2 separate regions of the Ovis aries genome follow, and region 2 is linked to region 1. Evidence: chromatin contacts called from public Hi-C data. All regions are on one chromosome and are shown on one strand. The core of a region is the stretch at or near the end of the contact, and the rest is flanking DNA. Distances in the headings are between cores, read along the strand shown.

What was found. A called contact is a pair of places that touch in the nucleus more often than the background predicts.
Region 2: a Hi-C map of mixed tissues shows a contact between it and region 1, with 3 times the contacts expected there. The contact joins the enhancer-like site here to the promoter of C18H15orf39 in region 1. A contact is called at or near these places in 3 of 16 Hi-C or Micro-C datasets (blood and mixed tissues).

What each region holds. Positions count from the first base shown.
Region 1 is chr18:31,199,119-31,204,989 of ARS-UI_Ramb_v3.0, forward strand. C18H15orf39 (chromosome 18 C15orf39 homolog) reads right to left here and starts at 4,375. Exons shown (of 3, transcript XM_027957169.2): 1 at 4,204-4,375; 2 at 1-600. The coding sequence starts at 550. LOC121817103 (a long non-coding RNA gene) reads left to right here and starts at 4,465. Exons shown (of 4, transcript XR_006056855.1): 1 at 4,465-4,662.
Region 2 is chr18:31,313,894-31,320,336 of ARS-UI_Ramb_v3.0, forward strand. No RefSeq gene overlaps it. Among named protein-coding and RNA genes, the nearest start is that of PPCDC, 37 kb to the right of the region's middle. Within about 2 kb of position 5,183, at least 11 of the 54 cell types and tissues checked have an H3K27ac peak or open chromatin away from gene starts, as enhancers often do.

The sequences.
Region 1 (5,871 bases), core at 3,125-5,624:
GGCCCTTGCCAGAGGCTGGGGGCAGAGAACAAGACGGGTCCACTGGCGGTAACAAGGATCCGGTCACCAGCGTCCAGTCAACATCTAGAGGCTTCTTCGGTGCCCCCTCTCCCAGGCAAGTCGAGAGCCCGTAACACAGCGGGCTACGGTAGACAGGTTTGGGTGCTGCCAGTGGGGGACCTGGGTAGGAGTGAGACTGGGGACCAAAGGGCAGGAGCTCGACAGGGCCAGCGTCCTGCACCTTCTCAGAACTTTCTGTGGGCGGGCGGTAGAGCAGGCAGCTGGTCAGAAGACTGTTTGCTCGGAGTGGGGGTCCTGCCATGTTGGTAGGGTACAAGGGTGGGTATGGGGTCCAGGAAGCCAATCGCTCAGACCCTGTCTTAGGAGGAGCCCCCATGGGGCAGGAGAAGTAGGCACCCTTGTAGCTGCAGGGGTCCTGGTTACCAGCAGAGGGGGGCAGGCTGTGGCCGGGCCCGGAGTCTGCCTCTAGGCGGGGCAGCTTCCCATACATCACAGGCCCCAGGGTCCCCAGTGGCCGCTTCTCCGCCATCACTGTGAAGGCTTCAAGCCCTCCAGGGCCCCAGCTACTCAAACGCTGACCTGGGAGAGACAAGAGAGGCAGGGGCTGTCAAAAAAACAGGCCACAGGCAAGCAACAGAGAACTGCTGTTCTCACTGACTTAATGCCATGCCTAAGAACTTGGCACTTAGTAGATGCTAAGTACAATCATGTATGGATACTAAGTACACCCATTCATGCACGGATTCATATATGCTAAGTACATCCATTTATGTACGGATGAATGAATGCACGCATGAGCCAACTTTATTTCTAAAGCTGTAAAACCTTTTGCTTAAAGAATTCTTACACAGCAGCTCTACTATCGGAGAAGGCAATGGCACCCCACTCCAGTACTCTTGCTTGGAGAATCCCATGGATGGAGGAGCCTGGTGGGCTGCAGTCCATGGGATCTTGAAGAGTCGGACACGACTGAGCGACCTCACTTTCACTTTTCACTTTCATGCATTGGAGAAGGAAATGGCAACCCACTCCAGTGTTCTTGCCTGGAGAATCCCAGGGATGGAGGTGCCTGGTGGGCTGCCGTCCATGGGGTCACACAGAGTCGGACACGACTGAGGCGACTTAGCAGCAGCTCTACTATACCCCTACCCCCACTCCTGGAGTCCCTTCAGTTCAGCTTTCCTCCACATGACTCCCAAGACCCCCTCTGAAGTCTCAGACTCTGGGGAGCACAGTCTGAGGGCCACTTTGCTTGGATACTCCTCCTGTTCCTACTTCCATCCATATACAGATGAGGAGTCCTGTTTATCCCAGTCATTGACGGAAGAGATGGGACGAGAAGCAGGCTTCCTACTTCCCACTACAAGCTCTTAAGTCTTAGATGCCACAGTGATTTCCAGATCCCTACAGCAGGCAAGGTGTGGAATCAGGCATTGTCTACAAATCCAGATTTCCTGTGACACTCTAGATCTCACTTTCTGACATGTCAGTCTTATTAAAAAGTGGCAGCCAGACCTGGAACCAAGTCCCCAGGCTCAGAAGGACACATACTGGCTTGGTTTTAGAGAGTAGCAGTCCCCAGGAGAAGTGGCCCAGGGGAACCTTTGGTGTAACCCCCACCCTCACCCTAGAACCAACCCCACCAGGAGAGCAAAGACTGTCCAGCAGATGGCGCTGTGGCAGCAACAGGAAGCTCCCACGAAAGTGCAGGAGGAGCGCCTGTGTCCATCCCAGCCCCAAGCTGCAGCTGTCCCAAGGCGCACGGGGGCAGCACAGGACCGTGGAGCAGGTGGGGAAGCGAGATGCTGTGAATATCCAGGGAGGAGCTTCCACGGTCACGAAGTGCTAGTTGGCAATGACCCCCTTGTACTGAAGGAAAAAAGTGCCAGAGAGACTCTAAGGTCCCCAAGCTAGGCCAAGCAAGACCCAGAGAGGTCAACGTGGATTTCCTCAAGGCAGCAGGTACCCCATGGCCCAGGAGAGGTCATCTGAGGCCAGCCTGCTAGAACCACACTGACCTGCTTCTACCTCCCCCAGTGCCCTGCTCCCCGAAACCCTCAGGTGGCTTAGGAAGGATGAATCAGCTCAATCTTGCTATGATTAGGCCATGGGCCAGGTGTCACAGGGTTCTGTCACCAAGCCAAGACCAACCTCCACCCCCCAACAACCCCTGCAGTTCTCTCCCTTCAGCTGGTGATCAATAACACCCACAGGCTCCGAGTTAGACTGGCACAAGCCAAGGGTATTATGGGAGCCAGTGACCACCCTTATTCCAGCCTAAGTATACCAAGGAAGCCAGGCAACACTCAGACAGTTGTCTCACCTCCTGGCCAGATTCTAACCTCAGACCAGCATGAAGAAGTGGATGGTCCTGAGAAGACAGGAAGGGGCATCGGGGCCACAATACCGATGGCAGTGCCCTACAACAGGGCGTGCATCCCAAGGGGAAAGCCTCCCACCCCGGTGCACAGCAGCTTTGCAAGAAGTGGTTGTATGGTTTGGGGGTGGGGTTTGAGACCCCTGCCCTTGGGGAGCTCTGGGTTAATTAAGTGTGGGCTCTAGTCTCACTTCCCCCACACACTCCTTGGGACCTTCTCCATACCCAGCCCCAGCCCCCAAGAGCCATTCTCTCCTGGGCTCTGCGCATTGTGTGCCCTTTGCCCTGGGGACTTCCTGTGACACCCCTGGGACTCATCCAATAAAAGTGAGGCCACTTGGGACCCCCAAATCTTGGGGGAGAGATGAGGGCTCCAGGGAACCAGCAGAGAGCTATGAAGGGTATGGGGGTAACACAACCTCCTGCTATTAGGAGGTAGAGAGCCCAGCACACAACCCCTCAAGGCAAGGCCCCTCTCCACGCTAAGTGGTAGCCCAAGTGTAGGTGCCTCCTTCCCTCACACACCTGAAGAGGCAAGCAATTGTTTGAAGAAGGGCAGGGCTCCAGGGAGCAGGGTCACATCACTCTTGGGGCCATCCAGCGGCTTCCTGACAAGTTGGAGCTGGGCTGGGAGCCCCATTCTCAAGCAGCGCCCAGGAGAGGAGCCCACCGCCGCCGTGCCATCCCTGCCCTAAACAGCAGGGGGCGCAAACAGCTCCCTGGCCCAGTTCCAACGCCTAAGGGGTCTCCTGATAGACATTGGACAAGACCAGGAAGAAGAGAGCGATCCTGCCCAGCTGTGGCCAGCGCCTTTTAGAGGCTGAATCGGCTCCGCTTCCCGTGTTCTCACACCTCCCCCGGCTGAGGTTTTGGGCCCTGCCTACGCTACAACCGCATCTAGGGGCAGCCCAGGCTCTAGCGGTGGGGGAAGGGTGGCGGGATCCGCTCCACGCCCCTGTCCTCTACCTGCCTCGCCCTGAACTCCAGTGTCTGGGGCCCTCAACCGACCTGGCTTTGGGGCTGCTGCCGCACCCGACCCCGCCGGCTTCCGGGTGTCCCCATGCTCTACCCGGCGGCGCTGGGGCGCACGTGCACCCCAGCAGGCCGATACACAGGCCGCCACCCATGCAAACCCGCGCCTGCAAGTACGTGCCTGGCCCGTATCTGCACACACTCCCCTCCAGAACTGCCTTCTCCCCTCGCTCGGGGCCCCGCACACCGACATCTAAAAACTGGCGGGAGGGCTGGGGTAGGGGGCGGCCAGGCAGCAGAGTTCGGGCAGCCACCGCCTCCGGGCGATCCCGCCAGCCTGGGCTGCGGCCAGAGGGTGAGTCAAGCCTTAGCAAGGAAACCGCAGGGCCGTCCCGTCCCAGCAGGGCGCGTCCAGGGCCCCAAGGCGTCTCAGTGCCAGCCGCCCCCAGGCCAGGCCCCCGCCGCCCCCTCATCTCCGCCCGGGCAGTCCACGTGAGCCGGGCCCCGCGGGAGGCCCGGGGGCTCGGCCTTAGCTCCTCTTCGCCAGCCCCGCGCCGGATCGGTCACCCGAGCTCCAGAGCGCTACCGGGCCCCCGGGGCCTCGAAATCCAGGGAAAGTCGGGGCAGCGGCGCGACCCCTGCCCGCAGCCCGCCCGCCGGGGGCCCCCCTCCTCGGCAAGAAGGAGCCACGCCACCTCGGCCCAGGCCCAGCGCGCTCCATCCCGGGACCGGCCGGTAGGGGCGCCCTGGGGCAGCGCCACCCGCCCCTTCCCCACGCGCCGCCCGCAAACTCGGCCCAAGTTTCCGCGCCCGCCGAGTGGGCGAGCTCCTACCTGCAGGGCACCCGGCTTCCCGCTGCTGCTGCCCGGCACCGGGGCCGCATCCTCCAGCGCCGCTGAGGACGCGCGTCCTGGTCCGGCCGGGCCCTGCGCGGGAAGTCGCGGTGAGCACCGAGCCCAGAGCCACCCTCCTCGCTGCCGTTCGCGCCGCCGCCGGGCGCCGTCTGCGGTCCCGGGCGGGGCGGGCTGGGGGCGGAGCGGGGGCGGGGCGGCCCGCGCAGCAGGGGCAGAGCCGTGCCGGGCCTCTGGGAGTTTGTGCTCCCCTGAGTCCCGGGGTGAAGAGGACCTGCCTCTGCCAGCCCTCCGGGGACCGGGCCGCCGGCGCTATGCACACTCTGTACCCCCCGCTCTCCGCGAAGCCATCGCGCGGCGCGCCCATCACACGCCTCCGTTAGACCCTTCATTCATTGCCGCCTTTTAGCTCTGTGAACTTGTGCCTGCCACTTGACCTCGGTGAGCTTTAGTTTCCTCATTTCGGTAAAACTAGGATTAAATTATATCATAATGGTGGTGTCGTAAGGCTTAGAAGTGTTGGCATTAAATATGTGACTCTTCGCTAGTACAGTTATGTTGCTGCTGCAGCTGCTGCTAAGTCGCCTCAGTCGTGTCCGACTGCGACCCCATAGACGGCAACCCACTAGGCTCCTCCATCCCCGGGATTCTCCAGGCAAGAACACTGGAGTGGGTTGCCATTTCCTTCTCCAAAGCATGAAAGTGGAAAATGAAAGTGAAGTCGCTCAGTCATGTCCAACTCTTCACTGACCCCATGGACTGCACCCCACCAGGCTCCTCCATCCATGGGATTCTCCAGGCAAGAGTACTGGAGTGGGTTGCCATTGCCCTCTCCCTTAGGAGGCTGGAGAAGGGCTCCTTAGTCTGTCCTCTCATTCTCGGTGCAGCCGGTGAGGGCAAATTTCTACAAACCTATCTCAATTCTGGTTAGGCCCCATACCTTCTGAGGAAGGGGTGATTTCCCCATCCCTAAAGAGAACCAGGGCTTCCCTGGTGGCTCAGAGGATAAAGAATTTGCCGGTAATGTGAAGACCTGGGTTTGATCCCTGGGTCAGGAAGATTCCCTGGAGAAGGAACTGGCAACCCACTCCAGTATTCTGGCTTGGAGAATCCCATGGACAAAGGAGCCTGGCGGGCTGTAGCCCATAGAGTTGTAAAGAGTCGTACACGACTGAGCAACTAACGCATGCAAAGTGGACCAGGTATAAGGATGCTGGGAGGTTCGCCAAGTCGCTTCAGTGAGTCCACTTGTCCTTTAGGACAAATATCCCTCAGTAAAACAGGCCTGCGCACGTTTGGCCTGAGAGGTCAGATGGGGTGGAGCATTCCCAGCCGGGATTGGGCTGTTACCTAGAGAGGAGCTGGAGGGGTGGAAGGACTGCCTCTCTGGGCCATCTCATGATAGATGAAAAGCCCCTCGGTGCAGTGCTGCTGCCTTCTCTGAAAAACCTGGTCCCTTGCATTTCCTGGGCTGCCCTAGGACTGGGGACAGGTGTGTGCCATGGAGGAGGGAGGGACCAGGTGGACATGCCAAAGGTCAAAGCCCAATCATGGGGCACAACCACCCAGGTCACCTGCTTAGATCCCAAAGTTCAGGCCTGCCTGAGTCAGAGGGCAGAGCAGGCCTAGGACTGCAGGTTCCAAGAGTAA
Region 2 (6,443 bases), core at 3,933-6,432, 120 kb after region 1:
TTAGCAAAACCTCAGCCTCTCTGTACATTGGTGCCATCAAATCAAATCTAAGACATTCCCCTTTTCTGTTGCTTTGGCCTCTCTTACATGTTAAAGACTTCCCTCAACTGTCTGAAAACTAGCTCTCTATTTGGCGGCTGACATCCCAATCCTGAAAGCATACTCATAGCAACTGGAGAACACTTTCCACGGAGAAGAAAGAGGGCCAACCATGGAGGTGGCCACACCTGGCTCAAAACCCATCTCCACATCTTTTACTCTGATTGGGTAAATCCTCCATGCATCATCTTCCTTTTTAGTAAAATAAAAATAATAATATACCTGCTGATCATACACAAGTGCTTGGCACACCAGAGGTCCTTAGGAAATGTTCACATCCCAGCCTCCCCCATCCAGAGGCTGATCTAAGACACCTCAATCCTTATCATCTACACTGACCATTGGTATGCACTTCTCTTCCTTCTCTCTCCTTCCCTATTAACAGCATATGCTTGTGATCATGCCTCTACTGACCATGGAGGACAGCCCATCCTCATAATAAGACACTGCCACCATGCTGCCTTAAAGCAAATTTTGGTGACAGATGGACCTGGGAGTTAACAGATATGATGTAAAATCAGATTCTGAGCCTTGAGTTAATGGATATGATGTAAAATCAGATTCACCCAGTGTCCCCAAGCCTTGGGTGAGACCCCTAAATATTTACTACAATCAAAAAGATAGAGAAGACAGGAACAGGATGATTTGAGGGACTCAGAACCCACCCAAGAGGAAGACCCTCAGTGACAACCGGCATCTGGACCTCAGAGAAGAAGACCTCAGAGAAGAGGTTCCTCTCTGCCGAGAGCAAAGAGGGAGTGAGTCTTCAAGTCTTCCAATAGACTGGAGACACGGTTTTTCAGGACAGCTGTTGAACTTCATGTACCACACCCCATCCCCACATTACCATGCCTCCCACTTCCCTCCAACTCCTTCCTGCTGCACCCATTTTGCTGCTCAAGCCCAGGCCATGGCTCTGTTTCCTGGAGGGCACCATCTCCCAAGGCCTTGAAGCAGGAGGAGACAGGGATCGGCTCCCTTAGGCCAGCAGCGGGGGTCTTGGCCTCCACCCGAGAATCTGTGTGTTCTCGCCTTCCGCAGAACATTCTGCACCAGGCGTCTGACTTCAAAGGCTCCCCGGGGCTGGGTCTGGCCTTCTTCCTTCAGCTATCTGATCCTGCCATGGTGGGTGCTCAAGCCTGAAGTCCCAGGGCCCAGGATGAGAGCTTGGCCAGCCCCATGCTGTAGCCAGTGCCCCCTAGAAAGGGCATTCCATACAGGGAGTTCTCCACACCTGAACCTTCTGCTGGGAATGTGTGCCTCCAGGCCTACACACAGCACACCGGGGCGGCTGGTCACCTGAGCAGAACCAGCACATTCGGTGCTCAGGGCTTTTCTTGCACTCCCGTGACCCCATCGTTCACCTGTCACCTCTCCCGCATTTCTGAGGGGGCAACTGAGCGTATACTCTAAGACACACCTGGGAAACTCGACACCCCTCCATCTAATGGGCCTCAAGGGGCACCTCCAATGGGCCTCACACCGTGCTAGGTCAGGCAGGGAGAAAAACAAACAGCTCCCAGAATGCTTCCCCCTCCTGCAGCTAGCTGGAATAAAAGGCAACAGCTGCCAAGTGTCCAATAATAAAGCTGTGGGAGTCTAGGGGATCGAGCCATTTTAAACGGATGGACCTGAAAATGTTCTCCAGCTTGATCAGGGTCGCATATTATATGCTCTAATTCAATTTAAAAAATCGTGACTGGCCCTAGCCCCTCAAACTCAGCAGAGACTAGACAAGCCAAGTGCAGAGTAGAAGACAGGTGAGAGAACCATTAACAGGGCCAGGTCTGGAGGCAGGTGGATGGCAGTGGGAAGCTGCAGCGGACGTGGGCTGGAGCCCTGGTCAAGAAAAAGGGCAAAGTCTGGGGACTACAGAATGTCAGAGACAGAGGGGGTCAAGAGTGAGCGTTGTGAGGCGTGAGAACCAGGGAAGCCCTCGCTTTAGGGAGATCAGGGTACTCTGGGAAGCCCTGGTGTCCACACAGGTGATGGCGATGGAGGGCAGCGGTTTGCTGGCTTCTCCTAGGTTCTGACTGGGTGAGGACTCCATGATGGGAAGCTGAGAGGTCCAGGGCACTAGAAAATATTCAGCTTTCTGAAAAAGGTGACCTCAGATAGTCCAGCAGCGGCCAGTTCACAGGTCCGAGACCTCCACTATTTCCAATGCCTGGTTTCCCCGAAGCAGTCTAAGCAGGACCGCAGAAGCAGCCTAGAGCCCAGCCCAGGCTAGGCAGGGTCAGCCTCATCATCTGTGTGGCCTAAAACCCTGTGTTTGCGGGACTTGTGTGGTGGAAAGGTGGACACGAAGTGCTCCGTCAATGTGAGGGCTGAATCTAGACCACCCGTCAGGCTAGGCAGGAGCCCTCTCCGCATTTCTGGTCCTCCAGCATCTGCTCCCAGCATAAGGGGCTCACTACCTCACATTTTTCACTCCATTTTTACAATTCCTAAGTTCCAGGATGTTTTTCCCTCTATGGGGTTGAACTCTGCCTCCGGGAGATTCCTCAGAGGCCTAGGATATACGGGTCTCCCCAGGCTGCTCCTCCCTGTATATCCAGTCTGGTACAGTGCGCGGGCTCGTCTATGGCTGTTAGGCAGGGGGGGCCCTGAAAGGATCCTAGCCCTTCGGGTACAGTCTCAGCAAGAAGGAGGAACAATCTCCTCCTTTGACCTGCATGCCATGCCACTATTAATTCAGCCCAAACTTTGGGGGAAGCCAAGTGTCTTGTTGTATGTTCACTTCAGCTCATAAGGGAGAAAGTTCTCATTTCACAGGCATGTGCCTTGGTTTCCCACAGCCAACTACTGTTGGCCCCAGGCCCTGTCCCGTTGGGCCTCTGCTCACGTTATTCCCTTCTACCCACTACCACCAGTGTTCACCTCCCCCAGCTTCAGTTTACTCACCACTAAGCCGGGGATGGTAGCAGTGCGCACCTCACAGGATGATGGATGAAGTGCAAGTCACGTGTGCAAAGGGCCTGCACACAGGGCTCAGCACAGGTGAGTCTCCTCACCTGGAAACTGGCGAGAGGGGCGTGTTCATGGCCCAAGACCGCTAACAGGCAGGTTCTCATCAGGAGGGGGCTCCTTGGCTGCAGGCAGAGCCGTGGCGGCAGGGAAGAGGTTTGGCTCTTACTGAAGGATTCCCTTGGGAATTCTCCGGTCTGGTCTAGTCCAGGACTATCTTTGCTCCCTGATGACCTCAGAGCCCCTTCATCCTCATTCTTCTTTCAGAGTCACGGGGAAAGGGCATACTCTACTGTCTGCGCTTTCTAACCAAGTGAGCAAGGCTCTGAGGCTCGGCTGCACGGGGCCTCCTCCCCTCCCAGGGGGCTCAGGCGCCGCCTCTTGAATGCTGCACACAGGGGTCCAGGTCCTTGCTCTCCCTGCGCCTTGGGCAGCCTGCTCTGTTAGGAAAGGCTTCCTTTCCCTCGTACCCCTCTTCCCTTGGAACTACCACCAGGGGTGAATAAATGGAGAAAGCCTGACATGATCCGAGAAGTCCTGCCGGGCCCCTGACTTGCCAGGTGGGCTTTCTCTGCTTCCTTGTGAGATGTGAGACTACTGGTCAAGGCTGTATCTGGGCGGAAGTGAAGCAGGGGTTAGCCGCGGGCCACCAGAAAAACCCATCCTGTTCTCAAGGGGCTGGAACTTAAGGCAACAGTGAAAGCCCCTGAAGCATCTTCAGGACACATGTAAAGCCACAAATTGCATAATCCAGTACCTGAAATTTCTAACTATTTCAAGGCCAGTGCTGGCCCCACCCACACTGGTAAGCCCCTCCCACCGACTCTGGCCTACTTGGACCCTTCCTCCTCAGACTAAACCGGTTAGCTTTGGGCTTTACCGAATCTGGGTCAAGTGCGCCTTCTGGCCCCAGGCCTTTGTACACACTGCACCCCAATCCTGCCATCCCTACTCTTTGCTACTGCCCACACCCTTAGAATTCAGCCCAGGTGGAATCTCCTCTGGGTTTCCCAAGTGGTTCAGATGGTTAAGAATCTGCCTGCAATGCAGGTTCAATTCCTGGGTTTGAGAAGATCCCCTGGCGGAGGGCATGGCAACCTGCTCCAGCATTCTTGCCTGGACAATCCCACGGACGGAGAAGCCTGGTAGGCTACACAGTCCATGGTGTTGCAGAGTCAGACACAATTGAGAGGCTAACACTTTGGGAACTTCCTCTGAGGTCCTTCCTCACTGCTCAGACCACCCCTGCTGGGTGGACTGTTCTGCTGGGCTCCCTTGGCACCCTAGGCCTACTTTCCTCCATCCCTTCCTCCCTCCCTGTTCCTGATGATAGGGCTAGGCCTTGGTCCAGGACAGTATGTGGAACACAGAATTTGAGAAGTGAATGAATATGGGGAGGTTGTGCATGAAGGAGAGGAAGGTGTATCGAAACTCTCTGCACTTTCCACTCACTTTCCCTGTAAACTTAAAACCGCTCTAAAAAATGAAGTCTATTAATTTTTTAAAGAGATTTATGAATGAAGAAACATGATCAGCCCTTGATTATGCAACATTAACTTGCAGAGGCCACAGGCTACTGTACTTGAGGGAAGTACCCCAGGCTGACTCGTCATCCCGTAGGGCAGGGACTTCTCTTTCCTTATCAGCCCTGCCAGCCCAGGTCTGAGAGCACACGGGTGGTGTGTTCTGACTGGCATGTCCAATTCCCTGCCCTTCCACCTGCGATGCAATGAGTTAAGGAGCCTGCAAAGTCATCTGAAGTTTGGACCGGGCCCTCCGTTGTCTATGTTATGGCTGCTGATCTGTTCCTGCAACGTCAGGCTGACTGGGAAACAGAGCAGGAACTAACCCCAAGGCTCACAAACCCTCCACATGTACGTGACCTTGCAGGCTTTCTGTCCCTGACCTAGAGTATTCCTGCATCCCAAACCCCCACAGTCTCTCCAGGAGCCCCAGGGGGACTGAGCTGGAAGGAAAAGGGGTCGAAGGACCAGAGGGGACAGTCCTGACTCCAGGACACCTACCATTCAATTTCTCAGTGTTCCTGTTCACCAGTCATAGACATGTGGCGACACAATGATTTTTTTTTTTCCTAGAAATTCCGGCTTTGGCCACTGCCCCCTGGAGGTGCAGGAAGATCAGGGCAGGCTGCAGAAGCCTCTGGGGCCTCCACCCTGCCCCAGCACCCCATCGTCCTCAGCCACTGCGCACGTGACGTCCTGGAAGAGGCCACACAGAGGCTGTCACGTGATCTGTCACACTCTGAGACTCAAGCCCTTTCCCTCTGCTTCTCCAGTTGGTCTCTTTCTCTGGTCTTCCTCCAAAGCCCTGAGCCTGGGAGGCAGCATGACTCACAGCAAGAACCAGGACTTGTAGCCAGCCAGATCTTCCCCACTTAAAAGCTGTGGGACCTTGAGAAAGTGAAGTGATGCTTTTGAGCCTCAGTCTGTTCATCTGTCAAACGGGATAATACACTGTCCCTTAGGGATTGCTATGAGGATTACATCCTAAAAGGTAGCTGTGATTTCACAGGGCATGGCTTCTGAACAGTGCTTCCCTCGGGTGCTCTGTGGTAGGGAGGCCACGCATCCTAGTTTTCCCAGGACAGTCCCACTTGATGCCTATTGTCCTGGCATATTTACTGCCCCTTTTCACTCTCAGAAGAGCCTGCCTTCAACAACAAGATTCATGGTCAGCCTACTTGCGCCTCTCTCCATTCCCAGCTCAGGTCCAGGCTATCTGAGCAGCTTCATAACACTTTCTCCTTTCCCTTCTAAGAGGCCATGGCTTGGTATGCAGTTGGGAGGATTTTTATTTCCTTCTCTCTGAGCTTCAGGTTATTATTATTTTTAATGGGGATAGCAATGCCTATCTTGAAGGCTGCTTAGAGGATGAAATGAGATATGGTAAGCAAAGAGAGCTAAAACTACCACACAACTGCACTCACCTCACACGCTAGTAAAGTAATGCTCAAAATTCTCCAAGCCAGGCTTCAGCAATACATGAACCGTGAACTTCCAGATGTTCAAGCTGGTTTTAGAAAAGGCAGAGGAACCAGAGGTCAAATTGCCAGCATCCACTGGATCATCGAAAAAGCAAAAGAGTTCCAGAAAAACATCTATTTCTGCTTTATTGACTACGCCAAAGCCTTTGACTGTGTGGACCACAACAAACTGTGGAAAATTCTTCGAGAGATGGGAATACCAGACCACCTGACCTGCCTCTTGAGAAACCTGAACTTGACCTGTATGCAGGTCAAGAAGCAACAGAGCTGGACATGGAACAACAGACTGGTTCCAAATAGGAAAAGGAGTACGTCAAGGCTGTATATTGTCACCCTGCTTATTTAACTTCTATGCAGAGTACATCATGAGAAA